Linked DNA regions of Mus musculus: all the other regions are linked to region 5. A link is a contact called in public capture Hi-C and promoter capture Hi-C data. All regions are on one chromosome and are shown on one strand. Each heading gives the region's core, a stretch centred on a gene start, on an enhancer-like site or on the middle of the called end of the contact. The rest is flanking DNA. Distances are from core to core; before and after follow the strand shown. Region 1 holds the start of Msto1 (misato 1, mitochondrial distribution and morphology regulator). Region 2 holds the start of Rhbg (Rhesus blood group-associated B glycoprotein). Region 3 holds the start of Pklr (pyruvate kinase liver and red blood cell). Region 4 holds the start of Fdps (farnesyl diphosphate synthetase). Region 5 holds the start of Rxfp4 (relaxin family peptide receptor 4).

Evidence for each region. Promoter capture Hi-C pulls out the DNA fragments that hold promoters and counts their contacts. Capture Hi-C pulls out chosen DNA fragments and counts their contacts.
Region 1: a contact with region 5 is called in a promoter capture Hi-C map of liver, with 3 times the contacts expected there. The contact joins the promoter of Msto1 here to the promoter of Rxfp4 in region 5. A contact is called at or near these places in 9 of 39 promoter capture datasets (the 3T3-L1 cell line, the HPC-7 cell line, cranial neural crest and 6 more), 2 of 115 datasets of contacts at active chromatin or transcription factors (astrocytes and bone marrow-derived macrophages) and 5 of 9 other capture datasets (adipose tissue, embryonic stem cells, liver and 2 more).
Region 2: a promoter capture Hi-C map of liver shows a contact between it and region 5, with 4 times the contacts expected there. The contact joins the promoter of Rhbg here to the promoter of Rxfp4 in region 5. A contact is called at or near these places in 3 of 39 promoter capture datasets (liver and pre-B cells) and 1 of 9 other capture datasets (macrophages).
Region 3: a contact with region 5 is called in a capture Hi-C map of macrophages, with 2.3 times the contacts expected there. The contact joins the promoter of Pklr here to the promoter of Rxfp4 in region 5. A contact is called at or near these places in 8 of 39 promoter capture datasets (the 3T3-L1 cell line, the C10 cell line, frontonasal cranial neural crest and 4 more), 1 of 484 Hi-C or Micro-C datasets (bone marrow-derived macrophages) and 1 of 9 other capture datasets (macrophages).
Region 4: a promoter capture Hi-C map of adipose tissue shows a contact between it and region 5. The contact joins the promoter of Fdps here to the promoter of Rxfp4 in region 5. A contact is called at or near these places in 2 of 39 promoter capture datasets (hippocampal neurons and liver) and 3 of 9 other capture datasets (adipose tissue, liver and pancreatic islet).

Annotation. Positions count from the first base shown.
Region 1 is chr3:88,911,256-88,916,808 of GRCm38.p6, forward strand. It overlaps Msto1 (misato 1, mitochondrial distribution and morphology regulator), which reads right to left and starts at 2,695. Exons shown (of 14, transcript NM_144898.2): 1 at 2,538-2,695; 2 at 2,312-2,447; 3 at 1,603-1,672; 4 at 1,448-1,523; 5 at 982-1,045; 6 at 771-858; 7 at 509-626; 8 at 282-416; 9 at 32-184. The coding sequence starts at 2,621.
Region 2 is chr3:88,252,360-88,257,890 of GRCm38.p6, forward strand. Rhbg (Rhesus blood group-associated B glycoprotein) reads right to left here and starts at 2,325. Exons shown (of 10, transcript NM_021375.3): 1 at 2,110-2,325. The coding sequence starts at 2,287.
Region 3 is chr3:89,132,689-89,137,980 of GRCm38.p6, forward strand. It overlaps Pklr (pyruvate kinase liver and red blood cell), which reads left to right and starts at 3,454. Exons shown (of 11, transcript NM_013631.2): 1 at 3,454-3,594; 2 at 4,536-4,718. The coding sequence starts at 3,495.
Region 4 is chr3:89,099,724-89,105,221 of GRCm38.p6, forward strand. Fdps (farnesyl diphosphate synthetase) reads right to left here and starts at 2,244. Exons shown (of 10, transcript NM_134469.4): 1 at 2,139-2,244; 2 at 946-1,108. The coding sequence starts at 1,086.
Region 5 is chr3:88,651,580-88,657,540 of GRCm38.p6, forward strand. Rxfp4 (relaxin family peptide receptor 4) reads right to left here and starts at 1,563. Exons shown (of 1, transcript NM_181817.1): 1 at 319-1,563. The coding sequence starts at 1,563. The coding sequence ends at 319.

The sequences.
Region 1 (5,553 bases), core at 1,445-3,944, 260 kb after region 5:
ACAGACGCCACAGGCTGAGCTTGAGCCTTACATCATAATGTAGGGAAGGGAAGTTGACAGGCGGCTTGGGTCGCAGGCCCAGGTTCCCTCCAAGGGATAAGGGACAGACGAAGGAGCTGTATCCAGTCAGGTGCACCAGACCAAATGCCGTGTTTAAGAGACGATAGATGTTTTTCTGAGGCTCCTGGTAATAGAAACGGGAGTGGCTTGCATCAGGCAACTTGCACAGTGGGATCCTCTTTTCCCAACCTCTACTGCTCGCTCTTCCAGCTTCCACTCACCCCAAGACTGTAGGGGCCCGGGAGCAGGCCCCAGGTTAGGACTCCCCGCCCTGCATACTCGTCTTGTAGTAGCTCTGCAGTTTTAGCACCTACTCCAGAGAAGCCATCGTGCAGGTCACACAGGAGCTGGAAGCCCTGGAGACAAATGAAGACCAAAATATGGGGGCGGGGGCTTTAGGACGAGGAGACTTTGTACCCCAACATCATCCACCTTGCCACACAGCTACCTGCAAGTAGTCACATTCCTCCACATAGAAGTGTAGTCTGTCCTCCAGCTCTTCCAAGTACCTGGGCTCCTTCAGGACACTCTCCCCTTGGCCAAAAGCCTCCAGCCGGCCTGTCTCCCTGCCAAAATCACCACGATAAGAGACTCAGCCCTGCACTCAACTCCTCAGTCTGCTGTTCTGGAGGGCAGGTGAGATGGGCCCTAGCCTTATCCAGTGTTGGGGTGACCTAAGCTTTGCCTCACAGCCGCCGCAGCCCCCATACCCATCATGGTGGTACTTGTGGATCACACAGATGCTCCGTGGATGGAGATGGACTCTGAGGAAGTCTGACCAGACTTTGATGCTGTTCTCTGTGGGGATAAAGGATTTTGGAATCTGTAGCAGGGATGACTAGTGGGAGGATGCAGCCGATGCGATGGACCGTCCCCCAAGCTGCTCCTCTGTCCAGTGTCCAGCATCAAGTGCTATCTCACCTTTGCCATTTTGGATATTCTGAATCAGTTTGGCCCTCCAGGCACCGTCACTACTCCGCACTCCCTGGGAGGGGTGAGAAGATTTTAGTTCCAGGTTGTTTTCGTCCGCCATGGGCGTATCCTTACTTATGTGTATCTGCGTGTATCTTTAAGGTTATGTGCACCACGTGCCTGAGGTACCCAAAGCCAGAAGAGGGTGTTAGAACCCCAGGGACTGAAGTTACAGCTGTGAGCTGCCTGATGTGGACCCTGGGAACTCAATGCAGAGTTCTGGAAGAACAGGTCCGACTCTTAACCTCTGAGCCAGTTTCTGGGTTCCCGCCAGTTCAGAGACAACGGTGCTTTTTCCAAAAACACTACTCTATGGCATTTACAGTGACTAGACACCTTTTACTGTGCATCGGAGAGCCACTGTGCTTGTAGCAGGTTTAAAGGTTTGGGACAGAGCCCCACCCCTCGTCATCACCTCTGCACTCAGAAGGCCCTGGAGGTTTGGGTTCTTTGGTTGGGCGTCATCTCTGTGTGTGCTGAGCTTCCCCTGCCTGAAAGAGTAAGAGTAAGCAGAGTTCTCCAGCCGTCTATGTACACACAGTGGGCCATGCTCACAGGAGCGGTACTTACCACGCTACTGCAGCCTCTAGCTGTCGGTCTCTGTAGAGGTTACCTTCTTCTTTTAGAGTGTTCAGACTACCTGCCCAGAAATGAAAGGCAAGGTTAAACCTAGGGGGTCATGTGATCAAGACTAAACTGATCACCTGTCAGGGAATATGGTGTGGCAGTTCCTCTCTACCTAGATGAGGTGTCCCTTTGTAGCCCTGAGTAGTTTCCAACAATACAGACAAATTGGTTTTGAACTCAGAGCTTCTACCTGCCTTGGCTGGGATTAAGGGCGTGCCCAACTACATGGCACTTGGATATACATTAGATGGGACAGGGAATATGGAATCCATCCTTCTCTCAAAAGCTGTGGTCCAGCCGGGCAGTGGTGGTTTACGCCTTTAATCCCAGCACTAGGGAGGCAGAGGCAGGCGGATTTCTGAGTTCGAGGCCAGCCTGGTCTACAAAGTGAGTTCCAGGACAGCCAGGGCTATACAGAGAAACCCTGTCTCGAAAACAAACAAACAAAAAAACAAAACAAGCTGTGGTCCGTCTGTAGGTGTGAGTGCAAGCAGCTTAACATTATACTGACAATTCCAGAGCCAGATCCTGAAGTAAACTTGCCTTTTCGACATCGTCGGGGGTTGTGCCCGATCCGGTATCTGAAGTGAACTGATGCTAGGGCCCTCGCACGCCACACGGGAAAACTTGGCTGAGCCCACCATCGCCTCACCTTTCAGATCCATTAGGATGAGTCGAGGCGTATAGGTTTCCTGGCCATGCAGTGTCCGGCCTGTTCTGTACAAGACGTCGGGGCACAGCTCGCCTGGCGACTCTTCGTCCTCGGCCATGCGTCCCAGCGCAGCATCCTGTAGGGGTCACAGGGCTGAGCGGAGGGGGAAGAGGGGCAGGGCCGGTACTGTCTGCGGGGAACGCCGGGCTGCCGCTAGGTGCCTGACCTGCTGGTTCCACCAGTGCGCCCCCACGAAACCCGCGAAATGTCCCAACTGCAGCGTGAGCACCTCGCGGGCCCCGCCCGCCATACCGCCGCTGCTCTTGGGCACTCCACTGCCGCCGCGGGCCCATCAGCCGGAGGGGGCGGCTCCCGCGCGAGCACGTGCTTTCCCGTTGGCCTCCCGATTCGTTGGTCTCCGAGGCCGCAGCTCACGCCCCGCCTCTTCCTCTTCTTGGAATGTAGGAAGCTGCCGCGATCGGCTGTTGTCTCTCCGTTCCTTCTGCGCCTCAGACTGTGGCGGGTCTGGCCAAGGTCATGGAAGGTTCTCTCACCTGCTTCTGTCTCTCTTCGCGCAGATGCCCCTCTCCTGTAGCTAATAATTCACGCGAGGGGATAAAAAAAATCTGAGGGGGAATTCGACTCCTCTGGATCCTCCCACTCACTTCCTTTTCCCATCTCTAATGTCCCAGCCCTGCTAAACCAGTGGGCTGGCCCCATGGTTCGGTTTCTGTTAGGTTCTGGGGAAGATTGTAGTCCCTTTCTCGCGTGTTCATGTAGTTTGATTGTACTTAAGTGCTCTTTTCATTTATTCTTTGACTTGGTTCGTTATTTTTATCTTTTTGAGATGGATTCTCAGTATGTAACCCCTGGCTGGCCTGAAATGACTGTGTAAAGCAGGCTGGCTTCAAACTCAAAAGAAATCAAGCCTCCACTTCCGGAGTGCTGGAATCAAAGGCCGTGCCACTGATAAGGTTGGGAACAGTCTTTTGTTTGCTTGTTTGTTTGTCTTGAGACAGGGTTTCTTTGTATAGCCCTGGCTGTCCTGGAACTCACTTTGTAGACCAGGCTGGCCTCAAACTCAGACATCTGTCTGCCTCTGCCTCCCAAGTGCTGGGATTAAAGACGTGTGCCACCATACCCGGCTGTGGGAACAGTCTTTTATGTTTTTATAAACGTTTGGCTATCCAATTTGTAGAGCGTTTCCAAGCCGCATGTGATGGCTGGAACCTGTAAGCCCTCCTAGGATGCGGAGAGAGATTATTCATCCTTGGCTCCGAAGCAAGTTGAAGGCTCACCTGACTGCATGAGACCATATCTAAGTTACAAAACAAACAAAACAAATTACTATTCCAAATGGCTTGCTCTGTTTCTTTTGGACCATCTAGTATTCACTTATGAATAAAATAAATGGGTCCAGGCAAAATCCTCGATGGGTTAAGGGGAGCTTGGGAGCTGCCAAGCCTGCAGACCAGAGTTCTAACCTGAGCACCCACAGGGTAGTACGGAACCAAATCCCTAGCTGTGTACATTATTCTGAACATAAGCACATTGCTAGTAAAATACTTAGAAAAATGCATCATATAGAACAGTATTTTAAAGAATGACTGCCTTTTAATTTTGAGATTTTTTTTTAGATTTATTTCTTTTTTTAAGATTTATTTATTATTATAAGTAAGTACACTGTCGCTGTCTTCAGAGACACTAGAAGAGGGCATCAGATCTCATTACAGGTGGTTGTGAGCCACCACGTGGTTGCTGGGATTTGAATTCAGGACCTCTGGAAGAGCAATGAGTGCTCTTAACCTCTGAGCCATCTCTCCAGCCCCTCTTTTCTTTCTTTCTTTTTTTATTTTTCGAGACAGGGTTTCTCTGTGTAGCCCTGGCTGTCCTGGAACTCACTTTGTAGACCAGGCTGGCTTCGAACTCAGCAATCCGCCTGCCTCTGCCTCCCAAGTGCTGGGATTAAAGGTGTGCGCCACTACTCTGGGCCCTGTTTATTTCTTATGTGAGTACACTGTCCCTCTCTTCAGACACACCAGAAGAGGGCATACATGTGTTCCAGATGGTTGTGAGCCACCATGTGGTTGCTGGGAATTGAACTCAGGACCTCTGGATTAGCAGTCAGTGCTCTTAACCGCTAAGCCATCTCTCCAGCCCTGAGGTGATCATTTTTAAAATCTTTGTGTGTGTGTGTGTGTGGGGTGTGTACTTGGCACAGCATGTTTATAAGTCAGAAGACAAGTTGAGGGATTTGGCTCTGCACTACCATGCAGGTACTCGGGCTCCGGTCTGTCGGCTTGGCAACAAGCTCCATTTTCACTGGAGGACTTAGAAACCAGCATTCATTTATTGGGTCTGGAGAGGCTCAGTGGTTAAGCACACTTGTTGCTCTTGCAGAGGACGGAGTTTTGGTTCATAACTCCATGGCTAGAGGATTCAGTGCCGTCTTCTGACATCTGTGGTTACTCCATGCATGTAGTGCATATACATATTCATACATATAAAATACATGTAATTAAAAAACAAACAACTTAAGGGCTGGAGAGATGGAGTGGTTAAGAGAACATACCCTTTCAGAGGACTGAACAGAGATTCCCAACACCTATACCAAGCAGCTCTGAATTCTCTGTGTTCTCTGGCTATATGCGTTTTGGCAGAATTGTATATTGAAAGCCATTTTTACTAGTCTCTTTAATTATCTTAGTTCCACTCTTCTATCAGAGTCCAGCCTGGGGAACCACCTAGTTTACTTACAGAAAGACTGAGGAATTGTTTACTAAATGTGGGAGCATGGGTTAACCCAAAACATCATAGCGAAGTCTTCACCCAGTCTTGAGTCTTCCGTGACTCCTCTGGAGCTGGGACGTTTCTGGAGACAGTATACTCTACCATCACCCAGACCCAGAGGCCAAGCACAATTAGGTCAGCACCTAAGATACCTGAGAGGAGCTACTGGATGCTCAGAAGAGGCCCGAGGACGCCATACCCCTTCCTGGGGGAATATCGATTGTCCAACAATAGTCCTGGCAGGATGTTTGCTTACAAGCAGGCACAGATGATTTTATGACAGGGAACAACAACAGATTTCCCAGCTGTCTGTCTGGCAGCTCACAATGGCCTGTAACTTCAGCTTCAAAAGTGCCAATGTGTCTGGCTATCACAGGTACCTGTATTCATACACACACACACACATACACATAGGAAAATAATGGAAATGCTTTAGATCCTGGTATTCACAG
Region 2 (5,531 bases), core at 1,075-3,574, 400 kb before region 5:
CACCTTTCCCTTATTTTGAATCACTGGCTTTGTAGAATGAGAGGTACTTGTAGGCAGGGTACAATGTTTCAAGCCGGTATCCCCAGGACTTGGGAAACTGAGACAGGAGGATGGTAAGTCTGAGACTGACCTGGTTTCTTTGTGAGACCCTGCCTAAAAGATAAGGCAAACTGGGGTAACCTGAACATGGCAGAACTTCCAGAAGGAGAACCAAGAGGCCTGGCTCTTGTCCCACTCTTTTTGTGACTTGCTATGTGATCTTGGGTAGGTGAGTGACCTTCCTGGCTCTCTGTTCACATCTGATCTGAGAGACGTAGCCTACAGAATCCTAGGGCCCTTCCCGTCCTATCTATCTGAGGGAGACATCGCCATCTCCTGACAGCCCCCTTAGGGTAACCATGCCTGCGACCTTGGCCTGTCAATACTCACCGAAGATTCTTTTCATCTTCTGAATCAGAGGGTGGTTTCTACCCGCCCTCTGGCCTTGACCCTTTCCTCTGGACACAGGGACAGGTGAGTACCCGGCTCATCAAAGCACAGGCTTTAGAGACCTCACATCTCCCTCCTGCCCAGCTTTCCCCAAACAGTAGGCTCAAAGTTCACAGAGGTCAATACTGGGGCAGGGAGGCAGTAAATCTGCCATGGTCCTTGCTGCCCTCTTGGGAAGGAGAGCCCAGCACTGCCTCTGCTGTAAAAGGCAGGATTCTGCGCTTTGGAACAAACAGGGCCAGGGGCTCTAAGAGAAGCTGTTTCGGACCCTCTTAGACAACCAAAACTCACCTCCTTCACCTGCCTGGCTCATTTCCTCTCAACCCCCAGCTCTGTGGACAGTGAGTGTCCATCAGTATAGGGCCGGCTTTAGGGCTTTGGTTTTGATTCTAGCTTCTCTGAGGCCTGAATGCTGCCAATCCCTGCCACAACTAGGAATGAACTGTGGAGACGGAGGTGCTGTGGTTGTTTGGGGGGTCTGGTGCTTCCTGGCACAGTTCAAAGTCTCCCTTAGCCCTTTATGTCCCCATTGCTGGGAAAGGGCAGGGTGAGGTGGGGACAGCCTGTCAACAGCTCAGCGGCAGAAAGTGGGTTTAATAGCCTTGTTGCTTTTTGCATGCCCTTCAAACAGACATTTTCCCTCACTCCTTTTTGGTGTTTGTTTGTTTGTTTGTTTGTTCGTTTGAGACAGAGTTTTGTTAGCTCAATCTGGTCTCAGATTCACAGTGTGGCTGAGGCTGGTTTTGAACTCCAGATCATCCCTCCTCCACTACTGGAGCACTGAGATTACAGGCACAAACCATCACCCCCAGCTTCTTCCTGGCACTTGGATGAGGAACTGGAACTAGAGAAGGTTGACTTGGGCATTAGAGGGAGGGGCAGTGTGCTTGGTCCCAGATGTCCAGTGCCTCAGTTACAACCTCGAAGGAAATGCTCTGTCTCCATGAGGGGGTTAACTCCCTGTCCAGAACCTTGTCAGGAGGCAAATGGTCAGTGGTCAAGTTTATGATGTGTAAGCGCTATTCTAGCTGTGCGATCCTTGGTGGGTGATAATGGGCACCCCGCAGCCACCTTAAACTGTGAGATGAGATAATAGTGCAGCACCGAGCACAGCCCTAGCCCGCCTCACACTGGCCTTGAAACTGGCAAATGGGTCCAGGGTCCTCTCACTCTCAAACCTGGAGTGTTTGTGCTGAAACCAATCTTCGACGCCTGAACATGTGGGAATTTCACACCTAGTTCTCCCTCGTCTCCTCTGGCACCCTACCTGGCAGTCCCACCAAGATTCTCTTTCCTGTGGTCAAGCTGGACTCCTAGACAAAGTCAAATTAGCCCCAACGGAAGGTGAGACAGTAGCTAACACTGGGGCCACTTACAACTGGATTGAAGCCCCAGCTCCCCTTACTGTCTGACCCTGACTCTGACTGAGCCTTACCTCTCCTCAGCCTGAGATAGAGCATGTGCCATCCCCAGCAGTGCCTGGAACAAGAGGGACACTAGAGAAAGGGGACTATTTTAAAGCCCCGGCAGTCATCTTGGTGGCAGGAGTACCCATCAACGCCCTTCCCTACACACCCGGGACTTAGAGGCTTTGCTTCCCACGCCCTCGCCCGCACTCACTTGGGTAGCGAAAGTAAAACTCGTTGTCCACGTTACTGTGGTTGCCCCAGTGCCACAGGGCAGCGTCGGTTTCGTGGTTGTACCGGACAAAGATAGCAAAGAGGAGGGCAGTGGCGCCTTGGAAGAGCAGGCACAGCAGCGGCAGGACCAGGCGCCGGTGGCGGGGAACGCGGGCCATGAACGCGGCTGTGTTCTCCCGGTCTCCGGCAGGGCAGTGCCGGCCAAGCTGACTCCTGCCACCGCAAAGGTGAGGCCCCGCCCCCCGGAGGCCGTGCTGCTCCTTGGGGAGCCCCACCCCTCAGCTCGAGGTTGGCAGGGATTAGCCCCGCAGGTCAGGTCCTGTTTCCCATGGCCCCGCTGAGGCACCGGTGATGTGTGAGCTTCCCCAACTGTGCCCCAGCTGCCAGAGGGTGGAGAGAGGGGGAAAGGTACTCGCCCCTTTAAACCTGGTGTGAGAGATTGGCATCCAAGAAGCTAGTATCCTTTAAAGGTCCTACCTGGTTTCCCTCGGTTAATAGGAAGGAATCGGATTAATGCTGAGATCTTCCGTTGCCTGGCTGTAGAGATAAACCAGATGGCCCCTCTCAGAAGCAGTTGCCTCTACCACTCTACCACCTTTGTTGTTGTTGTTGTTGTTGTTAAAGATGTATTTAGTTATTTTATGAGTACACTGCCATTCTTTTTAGACACACCAGAAGAGATCATCAGATCCCATTACAGATGGTTGTGAGCCATCAAGTGGTTGCTGGGAATTGAACTCAGGACCTCTGGAAGAGCAGTGGGTGCTCTTAACTGCTGAGCCATCTCTCGGGCCCCAGCCTCTACCACCTTAAGTTGAGCTGAGATTACAGCTCCAACAGCCATGGTCCCTGAAGGACTCTAGCCGGTAGGGACACTGGTACTCTTGGTTCTGAAACCTGCAGTCCACAGGTGCAGGGACAGTAGGATAGCTTGCTAACCCTCTGCTCATTGTCCAGTTCTTCCACTGTCTCAGCAGGGACCTGAGCCTCTGCCCCTGCCTTTTTTGTGGACTTGGGAGGACACCTGGATTCTAGCTGTCTGGTTTCCTGTGCCAAGGGTCCAGCCAGGCACATGAAAGACCAGAGATCAGCCTCTGGTGACACAGCTCCCAGCTGGTCCATGTGGGCCCTGTCCAGAGACTCTCCATCACTCTTCAGTCAGCAGGAAGGTTAAGCATAAAGACTCAGCATCTATGGGTCACCCCCTGCGGGGGCCATCTCCTGTCCCAGGTGTGACTCCTGAGCCCTGCTTGGTGTCAGTAGTTGCTTGGGTGGTTCCAGCAGGTCTGGGAGGAAGAGCCTTCTATACCCCCAGAACTAGAGAAAGGGGAAGAGAGAGCTGTGGTCTGATTTTAACCTCCTCTTAACTCCATACCTCCCTTCATCTACAACTCCTCCAGGGCCTGACTTCCCCCTTTTCTCTTCTTCATTCATTCACTCAATAAATACTCATGTAGTGTCTACCCTGGGCTAGGTCCTAGGGTTGGAACCAGATAGTCTAGTACAAGGATATAACGGGCTTAGGCCCTGAAGGTCCCAGCCTAGCAGATGTTAGCTCTTCAATCGCTGAGTCAGGGGAGGGCTTCAGAAGTTCCTTTGGAAAGACAGAAGAACTGGGCCAACATATGGTCAGCATATGGGACGTTCACTCCCTTGTAAGGCGTGACCTTGAAGTGTTAACACTGTGTGACAGACACCAGCCGGTATTCTTTCTGGTCCAATACAGCAAGACCCTGAAAAGCTTTGCTAAGGCTCCCCCGCCTGTCTGCTTCCTGAGAAGACTCTCTAACCCACCATCCATCAAGCATTAGTCCTGGCTCTGTTGATCACTTGCTGAGATCTGGCCCTTGGTTCCCCCTCCTAGGATCCTGTGAAGTGATGGGCTTCGTGTCTCACTCCTTTCTCAACTGCAGGCCTCTGAGGGACGTCTGTATCACCAGTCTCCGTCTGTCTAGTCTTGAGATCTGCCCAATCTTTGACTTTCCATCTCTGGTGTCCAGTCATGACTGGCCAAGCATTTAAAGCCAGGGGGAGTTGGTGTCTCCTGCTTGCCATGGCCCGGCCTGTGCAGGTTGTCCCTGGAGAATTGAGTGTCTGAGGTTACTGAGTAACTCAGGGTTGCTCCAGGATGCTCTCTGCCAAGGCCACCCACTTCCTCTCCCTGCTGCCTTGGTTCGGGTTCTAGGAGCTGTTGTCGCTGTTAGTCTCACCGACCATCTCTGGTGTGCTTAGGGGGCAAACACAAGAGCCAGCAAAGCTACAGTCATACAGACACCCCGCCATCCTTCCTTCCTTCCCCTCTCCCTCCTTCTCTTCCTTCCTTCCTTCTTCATATCTATACTGTGTGACCTCAGGCAGATTATTGAGTGCCCTTTGAGCCCCAGTTTCCTTGTCTGTGAGTGAGAATAATAACATCTCCCACAAGGACTCCAGATAATTCCTATAGATGGCTGGCACTGTGGCAAGCACTCCACAGATGTGGTGATTAATTTCATCTGATTGGCTAAGCAAGGTCAGTAAATGGGTCACAGCTTCAACACTCTGAGGCTCAAGAAGCGGAACCAGGCAGCTATTGATCCCATGCAGATAGCAGGAGCTGGGAGCCTTGTGGGGCTAGCATAGGCATAACCCCCTGTTCCCACAATTTTTTCTTTGGAGACAAGGTCTTAAGTGGCTTAGGCTGGCTTTGGATTTAGGATCCTCCTGCCTCCACTTCCCAGGACTAGGAGCCCAGGATCCCAGGCATAAGACATCACATCACTGGATTATTTTTTATTTATTTTATTGAGACAGTCTCAAGAGATAATCCAACCTGGCTTCAAAGTGAAGGCAATCTTCCTGCCTCCGCCTCCCAAGTGCTGGGATTAAAGGTATGTGGTAACATCCCAGGTACACACAGTAAAAAGATTTGTTTTTATTTTATGTATGTGAGCACACTGTAGCTGTCTTCAGACACACAAGAAGAAGGCATCAGATTCTATTACAGATGGCTGTGAGCCACTATGTGGTTGCTGGGAATTGAACTCAGGACCTTTGGAAGAGGAGTCAGTGCTCTCAACTGCTAAGCCACACTGTTCTTAAGCAGTGTAGGCAGAGGAAGAACTTTCTTTCGTTCAACAAACACATATTGAGCACTTACTGTGTGCCAGCCACCACATTAGACCTTGGGGATATAACAGACCAAGGTCTAGCTGGTGCTCTGGAAAGGGTGTATCAGGGGAGGTGAGCAGACAAGTCATAGTCCAAAGTGCTATGATGGAGAGGCACTCCTAACCTGGGACTCTGGTCAGAGGAAGCAGTAGCTGTGAAGGGCAGTTCCTTTTTACCCCAGCTCTCTCCTGCGAGAACAGCAAAAAGGCTATGCCAGAGAGCTCATCTCTTCCCATGTTCTAGCTGGATGAA
Region 3 (5,292 bases), core at 2,204-4,703, 480 kb after region 5:
CTGGGGCCAAGGACACAGTTGCACTTGGCTGCTTGGGGTGTGGGGTGTATGTGCACATAAGTGTGTGATTGCGATGTGCCTGTGTGTGTGTTGTATGTGGAAAGCAGAGATGGGGTGGGTGGGGAAGAGAGAGAGAGAGAGAGAGAGAGGAGAGTGTCCTGGTTCTCAGAAGCTGTGAGTTGCACCCAGAACTGGGGCCCCAAACCTGTGACCTAAAGGTATCAATGATTCCCACATGTGACAACCTCTAGAGAGACCGGAGAACTGATGAGGGGCCCTCCGCTTGCATCTGGGTGAGGAGAGCGCTGAGAAAGGCGAAGGAATTCTCCACCTGACAGGAGGAGTAGGAACTCATAATCAGAATAAAACTCAAATAAGGAAAACTATATTGACAAAACTGACAGGCCCGGCGACAGTGCCTGACTGCAGGCATGAGGCTCGGGTCCCCAGTCCTTGGAATCTGCCATATCTCTCTACTGATAGTTGTTCTGTATTCTAAGTGTGGACACCCTGGAAACCCCATGCTCAATTCCCACTAGGAGCACTGCCTTCCTCGTATCTGACTTTGTGTTTCAACCAGTCTGCAGACTTCTCCTTTCCCTCTATAGATGTCCCTAGGGGCAAGGAACACAGTCTGCTGGTGTCAGGTCAGGCTCAGGCGCCGCACTATCTCTGCAGATCCTTTTCAGCCTGGGACTCGGTTCCTCTGGGGAATGAAGTATCCCCTCAAACTAGAGGGATAATTTTGAAAACAAAATTATCAGCAGAGATATGGACAGCAGGATCAGTAAAGTCCAGGGTGTCAGCCAAGGATAGCCTCAGTGAACTCACTACCCCAAAGGCTGGGCAGCGGGGTAGTTCTGAGAATCTGGGCAGAGAGTGTCCTCTGGTAGGAGCATGTGCCCAGCTTCCTTCTCACCCAGTCTCCCATGGGCGCTATTCTCCACTGGCCAAACTCTGTAGAAGCCAAGGACAAAGCCTTTGGCTCCTTGCCCCAAATCAGAGAAGGGGCCAGAGACAGGGTCTGGAGCAGCCCCAGATCCATGGCACACCTCCTCAGCTCCCTGGGCCCTCCTGGTCATGACAGGAAAGCCAGAGCATATCCAGCTGTCAGCCCTGGATTTTAATGATTAACTGGCACCTCAAACACAGCCCTGTCCAAAGCCTTGAGTTCCGCCATCTTAAACCTACTTCCTCCCTTATCTCAATGGGCAACAGGCTCTCCTCTCCTCACACTTGCTTGGGTTATATCAGGGGCCCCTTGAAAAGCCCTCTGTACCCTTTCTTCCTTCAGCTCCTCCCTAATCCTTTGGCTCAAGAGAAGGCCCACCTAGATCTGGTTGGCCTTTGTGACTACTGTAGGTCAGAGTCCATGGGAGAACCCACCCAGCCTGAAGCCTTATGTCTCACCTCCCCAGGAAAGCCCTTTGCTCTCCTATCCCAGGAATACAGGGTGTTTCAATTAGCTGTCACATCTTCCAAGGTGACCCTCAGAGAAAGATGACTTCCTCCTGTCTCTGTGCCTCAATGCTGGTTCTGCAAGGACGAGTAGATGGACATTTGACTCCAGAGCAAAAGAAGTCCCCCATCTACCGCAGGGCCAGCAGGATACCTGCGACGTGCCAGTGTGGCCCAGCTGACCCAGGAGCTGGGCACTGCCTTCTTCTCCATGTTACACTCTAAGTACTGAAAGCCTCTCTTACCAGCACAGCTCCGCAGTCATTCTGCTCTGTCTGCCTGTCTCCAAAACACATCTCACAGACTTCTCCCCTCCCCCACAGTGCCACCCAGGCTAGCCTGTCACCTCCCACCCTGATCAACTCCCAAGACTCACCTCTGTCTTCTGAATCCATGACTGTTTACATCGGTCAGCTAGAGCTACCTAAGACCTAACTTGAATTATATTATGTCCCTGGCAGCCATACCAGTGGCTCTTTGCTCAGGCGCCCAGGTTTACCATGGCCACGTCCCCCTAACCAGTTTCTCTTACACAAAAAGCTTTTGTTCCTCAGAGTTATGGGACATATGCAACCTACAGGAAACTCTTTCCTCTGCTGCCCCTGCTGCCCCTGCTGCCCCTGCAGCCCCTGCTGGTGCCTTCTCATCCTTAATAGCTTAAGCATAATCACATTAAAGAAAGCCTCATCTTATTTAAGAGGTGCCTAAGATACACCACTGTCCCACCCGGCCACCCTGCCCAGTCCTATGATCCATGCCTGACACCCCTTACCCAGTTTAAAGTATTTATTTATTTGCTAGTAGTCTGTCATTTCCCCACACACACTATATTAAAACCCATGGAGGGCGAAGGTTCCATCTTTCTATCTGCTTGACTCCCACTGTATCCTCCAGGGTTGTCACTGGCCATTGTCATTGTCATAGTGTCATGGAAGCCTTCCTAGAGAATCCCACTGTTCTAGCAACTTTGCTGAACTTGTAAAGTCACCCAAGAATGGGGTCAAGAGAATCCCCAGTCTAGGGTCATCTGGGATATGGAAAAAAAGTAAGTGCCAGGTGGCCCGTCTGTTGGTTGGGGTAGTTATAGGGAATTTTGACAGCAGGACTGCAGCTTATGCTCATGGTGGTCAGCAAGGCAAGGTCACTCTCCCTGGTGCCTTGGTAAAAAGTGAGTTGGGTGCGATGTCCCCACGATGGCTGAAGAACTCCCCTGTGCTCAGGCTTCCTGTGTTTACTAATATGGTTCGTCAACATCAATCTAAACAAGTTTATCAATTAGTGCCTAGAACTGTTTATAGTTTCATCTTTGGATTCACAGAGGAACAGATGCGAGAAACTGAGATACCCTCTAACGTCTATCAAAGGGTTCCCCTCTGCCAGGTGGTGGTGGCGCACGCCTTTAATCCCAGCACTTGGGAGGCAGAGGCAAGCAGATTTCTGCGTTCGAGGCCAGCCTGGTCTACACAGAGAAACCCTGTCTAGAAGAGAAAAGGAAAGGAAAGGAAAGGGAAGGGAAGGGAAGGGAAGGGAAGGGAAGGGAAGGGAAGGGAAGGGAAGGGAAGGGAAGGGAAGGGAAGAGAAGAGAAGAGAAGAGAAGAGAAGAGAAGAGAAGAGAAGAGAAGAGAAGAGAAGAGAAGAGAAGAGAAGAGAAGAGAAAAAAAAGTTCCTCCCTCTTTTCCACAATCTAGTCCCCACATTCAAGCTCTTGCTCTGAGAATATACCTAAGATTCTTGTCAATAAAATACAAAGAGAAAAGGATTGTATCACTGGCGATGAACTAGTCTCTATTGAAGCTGATGGACTGACAGTATGAATGGACTAAAAATTGACCAGGAAAAACGGATGACCTAGGGGAAGGGAAGATGTGGGGACTGACAACCGACAGCCCTCCAGAAGGGACTCTGTGTGGGGATGGGGCTGCCTACTGGGTGTGCCTCTTTTCTATTCTCTGGCTCCTGCAGATAAGACCAGCAGTTAGGGTACACTCTCCTCCCAGTCTGTGGTTCTTGCAGCCCCAGTCCCACACTTTGGAAGCATGTCTGTCCAAGAGAACGAGCTACCCCAGCAGCTCTGGCCCTGGATCTTTAAGTCCCAAAAAGACTTAGCAAAGTCTGCTTTAAGTGGGGCTCCAGGAGGTAAGAAGAGGAAGGGAAGCCACTGAACAGAGAGGAGAATTAGGGTAGAATCAGTGTTGGGGGTGGAGGCCTTGGGGGAAGGATGCCCACTACAGCCTCTGTTAAATTTGATTTGAGCCTTTGATCCAGGCTCTGCAGACAGGCCAAAGGGGATCCGGCAGCATGGACGCCACGGGGCACTCCCGTGGTTCCTGGACTCTGGCCCCCAGTGTACAAGGCTTCCATTGGCAAGAGAGATGCTAGCTGGTTATACTTTAACCAGGACTGATCTCGTCTGTGCCAGGCCCCATCCCACTGACAAAGGCAGAGTATAAAGCAGACCCACAGACACAGCAGGTACGCAGCAGTATGGAAGGTGCTCTACTGAGCCGGGCTGGGTCAAGCTACGGGGGTTTCCCCCACAAGGGGGCAGGCAGGGGATAGAGCCGCACTGTATAGATGGAGGGAACTTGGAGGGGAGGGAAGTGGGGAAGCCAGAGAGTTGCCTGGAGCTAGAAGGAAGTAAACAAGGAAAAGTAACAGAGAGATTCCAGGCCTAGAGAATGAGATGCCTTGAGACTTGAGGGAGGCTTCTGGGGGTGCTGAGGCTGAGTGGTCTGCTGGGGGGCGGGGTGGGGGAGGGTCTCGGTAACTGGGTCCGTAAGGACTCAGCTTTGAGCTAGACCTAGATTTGAATCATCTTCCTTGGAAGATGCCCTTTTCTTAGACAGTGCATTTTCTCTCTCCGTCTTTTTCCTTCCTTGTAAAGTTGGGAAAGAGCACATCTAACAGCCTGCTCCATAGAACCCTGGAGACTAAACAAAGTAATGTGTGACACTCAGATTGAAGGAAGGCCTCCTCACACAGACCGGAGGGCTGAATAGACACAGGGTGCACTGGCAGGAAGCACATGGGGGATAGGCGATTGTCTGTGCAGGATCCTGAGTCCCCATCTACCGCAGGGCCAGCAGGATACCTGAGACGTGCCAGTGTGGCCCAGCTGACCCAGGAGCTGGGCACTGCCTTCTTCCAGCAGCAGCAACTGCCCGCAGCTATGGCGGACACCTTCCTGGAACACCTCTGCCTTCTGGATATCGACTCAGAGCCTGTGGCCGCTAGGAGCACCAGCATCATTGCCACCATCGGTAAGACCACCCAACCCTGGGCCGCCACACTGGGCCGCCTGCATGACTCTGGTGTCTCCTTACTGTGCTATCTTTGCCATGGTCATTCATTCAACAAATATTTGTGAGATTTGCAGGTGTTGTTGTTGTTGCGGGTGTTGTTGTATTTGCTTCTTTTTCTTTTTCTTTTTTTTTTCTGAGACAGAATCTTCTTATGTTGTAGCTCTGGCTGTTGGGCAGGCAGGTCTCAAACTCAGAAATCCACCTACCTTTGCCTCCTGAGAGCTGGGCCGGGTTAAAGGTATGTGCCACCTTGCTCCACTTGAGGCTGGGTCTTTAAGACAGGGTCTCGGGTAGCCTTGGATAGTTTCAAGCTTATTATGTAGCCCATATTATATTGTCTTAGCCTAATGAGATCATAAGTATGTAATACCACACCCAGCTTAACAAATGCTCGTTGAGCCAGGTAGCAGTGGCGCACGCCTTTAATCCCAGCACTTGGGAGGCAGAGGCAGGAAGATTTCTGAGTTCGAGGCCAGCATGGTCTACAGAGTGAGTTCCAGGATAGCCAGGGCTATACAGAGAAACCCTGTCT
Region 4 (5,498 bases), core at 994-3,493, 450 kb after region 5:
TCAGAAGATGGAAGCAGGCAGGCAGACTGCATGAGTCTGAGGCTAGCCTCAGATACATAATAGGTTCTAGCCAACCCTGGCTACGGAAAACAAACAAAAGAAAAAACGAGGCTTCTCCAAAGTTAGGCAAAAGAAGGCTTTGAAGGGACAGCAAGGTTCAGGGCTATTTCTGACCCCTCCAATGTCCTCCTCCTGGGGCCTTCTCAACTGTGCTTCCTGCTAACTAACTAAGGAGCTAGCTCTTTAATACCGACACAGCATAGACAAAGAAAACTCTCCTCTTAGTTTTTTTTCCTCAGAGATGAGACAACATTTATAAAGTAAGAACTCCCCAGGCTACAGAGATGGCTCAGCAATGAAAAGCACTGCCCCTCGGGAGGACCTGGGTTTGAGTCCCAGCATTCACATGGCAGCTCACAACCATCCTCACACATACATACACGCAGGCAAATCGTCAAATGTCCAAAAAGTGAAAATAAAAATGTCTGTCTTTAAAAGACTTCCCAATCCAGGCACGGTGGTACTGTCACTGACATAGCACACAGAAGGCTGAGGTGGGGTTTGTGTGTCTGAGGCCATGTGGGCTTAAAAAACATGAAACTCTGTCTTAAGAAAATAAACACTGGAAGGAAATAGGTAACTCCAGTAGAACAGTCTTTCTAACAATACAATAACTTCCCTCAGGCCTCAGTGCCAACAGCCTCATGGTATCTACTAAGATCCTATCATAGTTTCAGGGCATGAAATCAAACTTTACTAGGTCCAAGGCTACTCTCAAGCAAGGCTCTCTGGATGGTCAAAAGTCATGGAGCCAAACATCCCCGAGGAGGGCTGAAGTGCAGCAGAGACCCATCTACTCCAGAGACCCAGGTAGTCACTTCGCTCTTATCGAAACCCCTCATGAATCCACACCTCTACCAGCTTCTTCAGTCCTGAATGCCTCACCTCCTTGAGCCGGGCAATAGCATCCCCTATCTCTGGGTGTCCCAGCTCCTTCTCAGTCAGCACCTTGACGATCTGGGAGAAGTGCTGGATGAAATTCTGCTTTTCTTGGTTATAAGCATCCAATTTCTGGTTCCCATTCATTCTGACAGAGGAGCTAAATGCTCTGAGGGAAAAAAAAACACACACACAAACAAATGAGAGGGTGGCTCGGGTGCTTCCCTCCCCGAAGCCCCACACCCCAACCACACTCACCGAGGCTCCTCTGTCCACACTTGGCACCACCAGCGGGCACTGTGCCAGGCCCCCAGGACTGGACACCCATATGCCAGGGAGGGTCGTTGTAGGAAACCAAGCCACCTCTCCCGGGGTGCCCAGCAGGGGGCTGGCAGCAGGAAGACCCCCAGAGATCTCAGCCAGCAGGACAGGGGCATCCTGGGTGTGCATGGGGGTGGGGGCACCAAGCACTCCCTGCAGGAGCAAGCACCGAAGGCAGATGCTTGGTAGCAGTTACCTAAGGTATCCCCCAAGCCAAGCTTGTTACCTCCTGCATTAGAACGCCCCACCCCGCTTCTAAACTCAAGAATTACATAAAAAACACACAGGAAATGAAAAGTTTGTCGGAGTGACTGAGATCCAATAGATCTTCACTTAAACCGAAAATGGCTAAAACTGAACACTTTCTACTTCCAAGGTTGCGTTCACTACAATTCGGAACATTGTATTACGGGAATTACGGGATGCAAGGTCCTTAAGTCACAATGTTAATGGAGACACCGAACTGAGGTTCAGTGAATGTAAGAGAGCTGAGCTGACGAAGAGCCAAAGCTGGAACCCAGGAGTCCGGATGTAGGGGAAAGAGAGGGAAGCTCTTAGATAGTCCCAATGAGGGGACTGGAGCCGAAGGTGCTGTGCGCTTGTCATCTGTCCCGGCACTGGTGCTAACCGCAGCCGGCCTCCGAGCAACAGGTGGGCGTGGGAGGACTCACAAGAGTAAACTAAAGGCCTGGCGTACGGAAGACTTGAGGAAGACGCCAGCGTTTAGAAATTCACGAAGGCACAAGCAAACCGTTCATTCTGGCCCACCGACCCCAAGCCCCGTAACTCCAACACGGACTGGTCCTTTAGTGCCTCGGAGCTTCACCCGATCCGAGACACGGGTAAACCTCAGCTCCAGCCCCAACAATAGCTCTCACCTGTTCTTCAACGCGGATTCTCCCGGGGTCCAAGATGTTTGCGGCTTACACCTAAAAGCTGAGCGTGCATCCGCTCAGCACTCTGGGAGTTGTAGTTCCCAGTCTCCAGGCTCAGGAGGCAGAACATAAATATAAAACTACGACTCCCGGCATGCCACGGACTAGGCGGCAAGAAACTCAGACTTGTGTCTCAGGGTGGGTGTGGCCTAGTTCGCTGATTGGCTAAATTACCTCGTGTGAGCATGGGCCTTGTGACGGCTGGCCAATGAAAGGGTGGCGCGCGGACCATCAGCCCACTAGGCGGTCGGCGGTGTCGGTACACCCATACCGAAAGCCTGGGAAATTGGCTATCTAATTCCTAGCTATAGTTCTTCCAGTGCTTCTGGTTGACAGTGTTTCTAAGATCCCGGAATAACCAGCCTTGCAGCTTCCTATTTCCAACTCTAGCAAATCACTTCTTACATCTTTGATTCTAGTTAGGTGAAGTCGCTCATTTTTCCAGCCCTTAGAAGGGGTGAGGCAATAAGATCAAGAGTTAAAGCCATGGGGTGGGGCTGGAGGGAAAAAAAAAAAAAAGAGTTAAAACCAATATGGGTCGTGTAATGAGTTTTAGGCTACTTGGAAGACTATATGACTATATGAGAGAAAACAACACCTTTCCCCCAGGTACTTTGGCGCCCTTGAAGCAAAAAGGTAAAAACTCAAAGCAGATGTTAGAACTTTCGGCCTCACAGTTTGCCAGCCCACCACGTTGACTCCTTTTTACTCCACCCCAAACCCCATCGCGATCAGAAAAGAGACCTGAAACTACAAACCACCTCAGACATTAATGGACTTGTCCTTGAAGTATTAGAAATAAGTTTCATTGTCCCAAAGAAAGAGACCACTACCACTCCGGACTAAAAGGTTGAAGGGTCTAGACAAGATAAACTTTACACATTGGTTTATTCTGCAAGGTTTCTCCATGTAGCCCTGGCTGTCCTGGAACTCTCACTGTAGACCTGGCTAAACTTCAACTCACAGAGTGAGAAAATAGTAGATTGAACATGGCTCGCAGAGGGGACTAGACCATGCATAAGAGAAGGTAGGGAGCTTAAGGGAGGGCCAAAACAGCATAGCCGAGGTTATAAGAATGTGAAGTGAGGGAAGAGAAGCTCCTGAGATAGAGACGTTTAGGATAATGGGGGAGCTGAGAAGAGCCAGGAACATGTGATATACTGTGAGAGCCTGGATATACTGGGGGAGCCTGGAGGCCGGCATAATTTTTGTCCCTTCTGCTGCCCATGTAAGGGTAACCCCTTTGGTAAAGGGGAACCGGTTTCACAAGTTCCTAACGAATGCTAGTTTTGGTCAGAATTTGAGGAAATGGAGTTTTCTTTAGAGCTCCTTTGGACAGTAACAACATAAGAAACAGACAAGCCAGGGTAACAAAAATAGTCATGAAACAAACTCATGGTAATACCCAATTAACTGCCAGGATGCCAAGTCTGTGCAAGAAGAGAAGAGCTGTCAACCACTGGCTTTGCAAATGGAAAAGAATAAATTAAGATGGTTATCTCATACTGAGGGAAAAGGCAGTAGACTCCCTGATAGGCAGGCCGACGTGGGAAGGGCTGTGACTACTGAGTAATAGCGATGGTGGACTTCCAAGGTGACTGGCTCCTTCCTCACACTCCTGAGCAGAGGCAAACGTCTCTCAGGTTAGAACAAAGGCTTTGTGAACATTTTCTTCTGAAAGCATAGCCACTGTTGATTCAAGGCAGTTCATGACATATTTACACAACAGTTGTGAGCCAATTGGTCCTCCTGTCTGTTTTCTTTTTTTTTTTTTTTTTTTGGTTTTTCGAGACAGGGTTTCTCTGTGTAGCCCTGGCTGTCCTGGAACTCACTCTGTAGACCAGGCTGGCCTCAAACTCAGAAATCCGCCTGCCTCTGCCTCCCGAGGGCTGGGACTCCTGTGTGTTTTCAAACTAGCCTACCCTAAAATAGGGAAGGAAGATCACTCAAAGACTTTTAGGAGAAATTGACCATCTGATTCCTGAATCCTCCCTCTGCTTTGTGGAGAGTCTGTCTCTCTCTCTCTCTCTCTCTCTCTCTGTGTGTGTGTGTGTGTGTGTGTGTGTGTGTGTGTGTGTGTGTGTGTTTCCTCACCTATAATAAAAAACCTTTCTGTGACTGTGGATTCTGTCTGTTCCTGTTTGCTTTGTCTGGGACTTCCCCAGCTCTTACCTGCTACACTCCATAGCTTTTCTGCCTTTTAATTCTTTAGCTGGCAAAGAAAATAAACCCAAGGAAGACTGTAACTTCTTTTTCTTTTTCTTTTTTTCTTTCTTTTTTTCTTTTTTTTTTTTTTTTTTTGCACATTATTTTATTTTTGTCTACAGGAACCTAAAACTCAAAGCACCAGCAGGATCTCTGGTCACTCCTGTAGCTCCTTCTGGAAAACACCCACTGATTCCTTGCTAGAAGTTATTAAAGGCTTAAAAAACCTAAAGGTGGGGCTACTCCCTAGACAGTTAACGTGATGAACATGCTAGACTTTTCATTTTAAGCTGAACCCCAGCTTCTATGGAGAGGTGATCAGAAGGGCTACTAAAACTAGAACAAGCCGGGCAGTGGTGGCACACGCCTTTAATCCCTTTAAGTACTTGGGAGGCAGAGGCTGGCAGATTTCTGAGTTCAAGGTCAGCCTGGTCTACAGAGTGAGTTCCAGGACAGCCAGGGCTACACAGAGAAATCCTGTCTTGAAAAACAAAACAACAACAACAACAAAAACAACAACAACAACAAAACTAGAACAAGGTTCTGAGCCCTGTGCACGTGTTTAAGCTCCACAGACTCCCCTCAGATCTGACTAGTAGATGCTCACTGCTAGTTGTCAGTAACCTGTAACCTGTATAATACAATGCTCAACCTGCTGCTCAGACTCAGTTTACTAACCTACCAGGTTGAAGGAAGGGGTTGCAGGAGCCCCAATTTTTATTACTTGGTCAAAAACACAGGTAACAACTCATTTTTGTGCATGACTGTAACATTTTGAGGGTTTGTCTGGGATGTCTTCTGAGAAGCATTGATATATATTAGGTGAGTGTAAACCAGGCTAAAGCCTGAAAGGATAGGATGATGAGCGTGAGCAACTAGCACCTGTCAAACATGCATGCGTGTGCACACACACACACACACACGATCTTAGATATATAAATATGTATTTAATTTCATAGATTAAAAGGTAAAATCATAAAAAAAATCTCATGAGGAAACATAAGGATAAGTTTTTATTGTTGTGGGACTAGAGAGCTGGCTCAGTGATTAAGCCTGCTTCCAGGCTGGAGAGGTGGCTCAGCGGTTAAGAGCACTGAC
Region 5 (5,961 bases), core at 313-2,812:
TTCCTAATGGGTACCTCTAAGATGACAAAAAGCTTATTGGCCAGAGAATACATTTTTGGGTTTGGTACCAAAGAGGCATAACGGGTGCCCTATTCTAAAGTGACAGGGAGAACCGACACCTGACCTGTTAGTCTAAACCGGGTGATGGACGTTAGTTATCCTGTGAAGTACTTGCATGAAAGGTCAAGACAGTCTCTGACCGATCTGGTTTATTCTCAGTTCCTCTTTGCCATCTCCAGAGATAAGCTTTGCCACATCCACCTCCTGTTTGGACTCCAGCTTCTCCGTTCTGTCACACCCAGAGTTGGTGATCAAAGATCAGACTTCTCCTGGGGACACAGCAGCCTGACTGAGAGAGCAGCTGCTCCTCCCTAGAATCTGTGGGCTCTGCCCCTGATAGGTCTCAGAAAGGAGAGTGTTCAGGCTGCATCCTTCATCCAGGTGTTCCATTGTGTTTGTGTGTGTCCTAGAAGAGCCACTCTCCTGGGTGCTGGCTACCGTTCTCCCGCCTACCTCCTTGAGGGCCATTTGTTCCATGCAGGCCTTCCTTTGAGGCCACAGTCTTGACCAGAGAGCTCTGAAGGAGCTGACAAGAACCTGCTGGGGCTCCCGCCGCAGGAGACAATAGATCACAGGGTTGAGGCAGCTGTTGCTGTGGGCCAAGCAGGTGGTGATGGGAAGGATGTAAGTATGAAAGGTGTAGAAAGTACTGTCCCAGGGCACCAGGTCAAACCTTACCAGAATTTCCCAGAGAGTGACTACATGGTTGGGAACCCAGCAGAGGGCGAAGGAAGCCACCAGGACACGGACAGAGCGGGCTACCACTCGGCTGTCCTGCCATTGTCGTGGCCTGCATCTTTGCTGCCGCTCTAGAAAGGCCAACAGCAGCAGGTAACTGGTGGTAATGACTCCCAAGGGCACGATGAAGGCCAGAACTACCCTCTGTAGCTGGTAAGCTCCCAGCCAGTATCTGCTGGGGAAACGCAGAAGACAGAGGCACACGCCCCACAACTCAACTTCAGCCCCAAAGATTGCTGTGGGCACAGTCACCAGGGCAGCTGCCACCCACACTGCCAGGGTGACCACACGGGCCCAAAAGACTGAGAGGTGACTACCTGGTCCCACAGCCATGGCTACCACCCAGTATCGCGCGATACTCAGTGCTGTGATTAGGAAGGTGCTGGCATAGATGCTGAGGACGGTGGTGGTCAGGACTACCTTGCAGAGGGCACTTCCGAAAGGCCAGTGGAAGTCCATTGCTGACTCGGTTGCCCAGAAAGGGAGAGTAAGGGCCAGCCCCAAGTCTGCTAGAGCCAGGCTGAAGACAAAGGTATCAGAAGACAGGCCGGGCACACGCTGACCACAGTTACCTAGAACCCACAGTACGGCCAAATTTCCCAGCAAGCCAATGATACCTACAAGTCCATAGGCCAGTGCAACCATGATCCTCAGAACAAGGAACTGGACAGGCATGGCAGCACCGTCAGTGCTCAGCACGCTGTCTCCAGAGCCATTGACCCAGAAGAGGGTGGGCAGAGAGGCAGAAGAATTGGATGTGGCCATCGCAAGACCGCGGAGGTTGCTAGAGCACAGCAGAGCAGAGGAACCAGGGAGTGCCCGCCTTCCGGCCTGGCAAGCAACCACCCGCCGCCGCTGTTGTCTCAGGAGAGCTCTTAGAAGAGCCCTTGGAATCTGGGTGTTGGTCTAGAGCTTCGGGTTGTAAGAGCCCCTGCCCATGCTCACACCTAAGAGGGACAGGTGTGGGTAGAACAGCCTGCTTCTTCCCAGTTGGACAACCGTGGTGGGTGGGGCAGTGCAAGGGAGGGCTATGTTCACACTGTCAACATGCATGTAATAGGGAAGGAAAGGGAAACAGTAGAGATGTGGAGCCAAACCAGAAGACGCTTTTTCTCTCTCCCCGGAGTGCAGAGAGCTCTCTGAGAAAAGGAGAGGTGTGAGGAGAGGTTAGGGAAGGAATATGGCATTAGAAAACCAGACTGGGAGTCAGAAAAAGAGAGAGGAACACACATCACTCAGAGTCCCACAGTTGCTGTGCCTTTCCTGTGTCTCTCTGATTGGGGCCCTGTGCTGCTTTGCTTAAAATGTTAATGGGGGCAGGCCAGAGATCGGGGCTGTTTGGGGAAAGGGGCCTGCTGCCAAGCCTGGTGATTTGAATTCAGTCTACAGGATCTGCATAGGAGAAGGATAGACATGCCACTCACAAGCTGCCCTTTGACCTCCACACTCATCTCACACACACACACACACACACACACACACACACACACACACAATTCTCCCCCCAAAAGTGTTAAGAAAATATACAATTCAGCGAGATGCCAAAGAGCTGTGGTCACTGCTACCTGCATGGCTGAGGCAGCTGGATCACCTGATCACCAAGGCCAAACTTGGCAGTACAACAAGGTATAATCTATATATAAATAAATACGCCCGTGGAGATGGCTGTCCCTGGAACCTGCCTACATAAAGGTAGGAGAGGACAGGCATCCCGGGGTTGTCTTCTGACTTTTATACATGCACAGTAGTATGTACCCCCCAGCACTACTAAATCTTCAAAATAAGATTAGATGGTGACAGGCTTAATGGTTTGCTGGCACACCCAGCCTGGTCTGTCTACTGAATTCCAGGCCAGACAAGGTTAGGTTCTGAAACCCTGTCTCAAAACCAAACCAAACAAGTTTGGGACTAGATATCAAGTACCTGCTTGTCGGCCCTGACAATGTGCACTGGGTGGTCAGGATCCACAAGGTGGGAGGAGAGAACAGATTCCTGAAAGTTGTCCTGACATTTGCCTGCATTCAGTAGCATACTGAACATCCATGCTCACACAGGCAAATACTATTTAAATAGTTTTAAATTGGGGCTAGAGATACCTAAGGAGTTAGTATCTTGCAGATGACCTGCGTGTGGTACCCAGCACCCATCTAGTATCTCACCGTCATCTATCACTCCAGTTCTAAAGAATTTGACCCCCTCTTTTGGTCTCCACTGGCTCGAATGTGCTACATGTCCATACGTGCAGACATACATATAAATAAAAATTCCTTACAGAAGTTAAATCAGATGAAGATAGTCCGTTGTTCAGGGAGCTAGCGTGAGTCCATACCTTGTTCTTTGCATGATGACTGTCATTTCAAGGGGAAGTTTGGAGCATTGGTCATGGAAGGAAGCAGGACAATGAACAGCTGTTATCATGCCAAGGGAACACTGCCAACTAAAACACAGGTCAGAATTCAGTGCAGTACCATGTGACCTTGATGCTAAGAAGGGGAAAGAAATGAGACGGAGGAAGTTGCAGTTCCCTGTATACCCCTTCTGGGCACATTGGACTTGTGAGGCCATAGGTGGATGACCACGGCCACACCTTCAGGTCTGCTCTACATCCCTGAACAGTCCTGCCAACCTGTCCCACCCCCACTGCCACTCCATTTTTCTGGTGTACTCAGAGCCCCGTCATATCCACATTCCTCCATATCCCAAGCCTCACTGTAGAGTTCTGGAACCTGAGAAAAGCCTTTACCACACCTCATCCTGTCTCCCCATGAGCTCAGTCTCAGCTGAAGACCGTCTCTAATGGCATCATCTCCTTTCTCTCCTCACATCTCTCTCCACGGCAGGAGCTTTGGGAGAGAGCATGGACTGGGGAGGTAAGAGTGAGATTTTTTTTTCAAGGATTCTGAGAGCAGTTCGGCACTCTTCTGCTGGTTAAGGAAGTATCTGGTACTCGGTTGTCTTGGGGTGCTGGGGGTGGGGTCAGAGAGGCATTTCAGAGAAGCTCTAGCCCATATGAGAACCCCAGACGTGAGAGAGTTGCTTTCTGGGAAACAGAATGTTGGGGTTTTGAGCAAGAGAGAGGTGGGATGAGGTTGGCAGAAGGCACTCAGCTGCAACCCAAGGGCTACCTGTGTTATAGCTGTGAAGAGAAAGGTGTCCTAGCAGTCAGGAGTCAAGGAATAATAGCACAAAGTCACTCGGCACAACAAACCCCACACAATAGATTTATTGGGAAAGACACCTCAGCTAGGGAGAGAAGCTACAGAGAACTGAGCAGAAGACACGTGTTATACAGCTTTTCTTGTGGGGCAGAGTTTTCCAGGGTGGGGGTTGGTGAGATTTCACAGCCTGAGCTTGTGCCCGGAGGGGTCTTCCTGACGTCATAGTCTGAGTCCGACTCATGTCAAGTATTCATTTCTTACGGCCATGCTGTTTTGGCCAGAATTGTATAGCCAGCTTAGGCACTCCAGCGACCCGGCTGCCGGTGTAGATCAGCAGAACACTGCTCCCTTGCTTGCTGCAATCCTCCAACCCCATCACTTGCACACAGAATAAAACCAAAACCATGCAGCTTAGGTTGGAGAGGGAGTTTACTGAGGAGATAAGATGCATGCATGAGGGTCCCCATTCAGAGGCCTAGAGCTTATGCAGGCAGAGCTGTGCTCAGCAGAGAGCACCTGTAACCCTGGGACTCCCAGGAAGATGGGAGCAGCATGAGTCACTTTTCTGTAGCAGGACTTGGGCTACGTTGTGAGTTTTTCTTTCTTCCACCCTTCTCCATCCCTTTTCTTGCAGCATTAGATAGAAGAGAAAAGGGGACAGAGAGGAAAGGAAAGAGATTCCTGGGTAAATTCAGGGGTCGGGAAGGGGCGATGTTATTGTTAGGCCACTCCCTTCTTAGGAGCATTGAGTTCCTTGAGGCAAGTTTGATCTTTGCCATCAGGATATCTAATTTCTTTTTCTTGCTTCTTCTTTGCACACAACCACTTAACAAATGGAGACTGACAACAATTCACAGCAACCAACAACCCATGCTCCCTCTTGGGGCCCTAGCATTTATACACCCTCTGAAAAGTCCCCAGCATCCCAATTGTCACACAGTCACAAAAACTATCTGTAACTGGGAAAGTCACACTCCTGTTAGAGCACGGGGCAAGCCAAGGTCAGCTGCTGTGCTCAATCTGAAGCAGCCCCGTGTCCCCACACCTAGGATCAAAACAGAAGCACATTCCTAGTTCTGTGGTTTTTTTGTTTTTTGTTTTTGTTTGTTTGTTTGTTTTTTCGAGACATGGTTTCTCTGTATAGCCCTGGCTGTCCTGGAGCTCACTTTGTAGACCAGGCTGGCCTCAAACTCAGAAATCCGCCTGCCTCTGCCTCCCGAGTGCTGGGATTAAAGGCATGCGCCACCATGCCCGGCCGTCATGTGGTTTTTAAAGAAACCAAAATTCTCACTACACTTTTCTGTTGCTCTGAGAAAATGCCATGGCCAAGGCAACTTAATTAAGGAAGTTTCTTTCGGCTTATGGTTCCTGAAGGCTAGAGTCCACCATGGTGGGGAAGAATGGAGGCAGGGCAGCAGGCACAGTAACAAGAGCTTGGCACTAAGAGAGCAGGAAGTGAGGCAAGACCAGAAACACTCTACGCCTGTCACCTGGAGACATTCTTCTAACAAGGCTCCACCTGTCAAAGGTTTCCAACCTCCCCAAACAGCACAGTTAGGGTCACTAACTGAACTCCCAGTGTTTAAATATCTGAGCCTACGGGCAAATACTTATTTAAACCACTACATAGTTGGACCTGGGAAACTCATGGGTCACCTATGGGTGAACAAGAAGACCATCTTAAGGTGGCTAGTGAAGACTATCACCCAACATTCTCCATTGAACTCTGCACAAATGCATAAGTGCACACAAACACACACATCATATATTCAAAAACACTTAAACAATTTTGATGTATTGGATTTATTTTCTCTTGATTAGAAAAATGAAGAGGGCGGGGCTGGAGAGATGGTTTAACATTTAAGAGTGATTGCTGCATCTTCCATAGAACCCAAGTTCAGTCCCTAACACCCACAGAAAGAGGGCTCACAGCTACCTGTAACTCCAGCTGTGGGGGAGTTACAACACTGTCTTCTGGCCTCTACAGGCACCAACACACATGTGA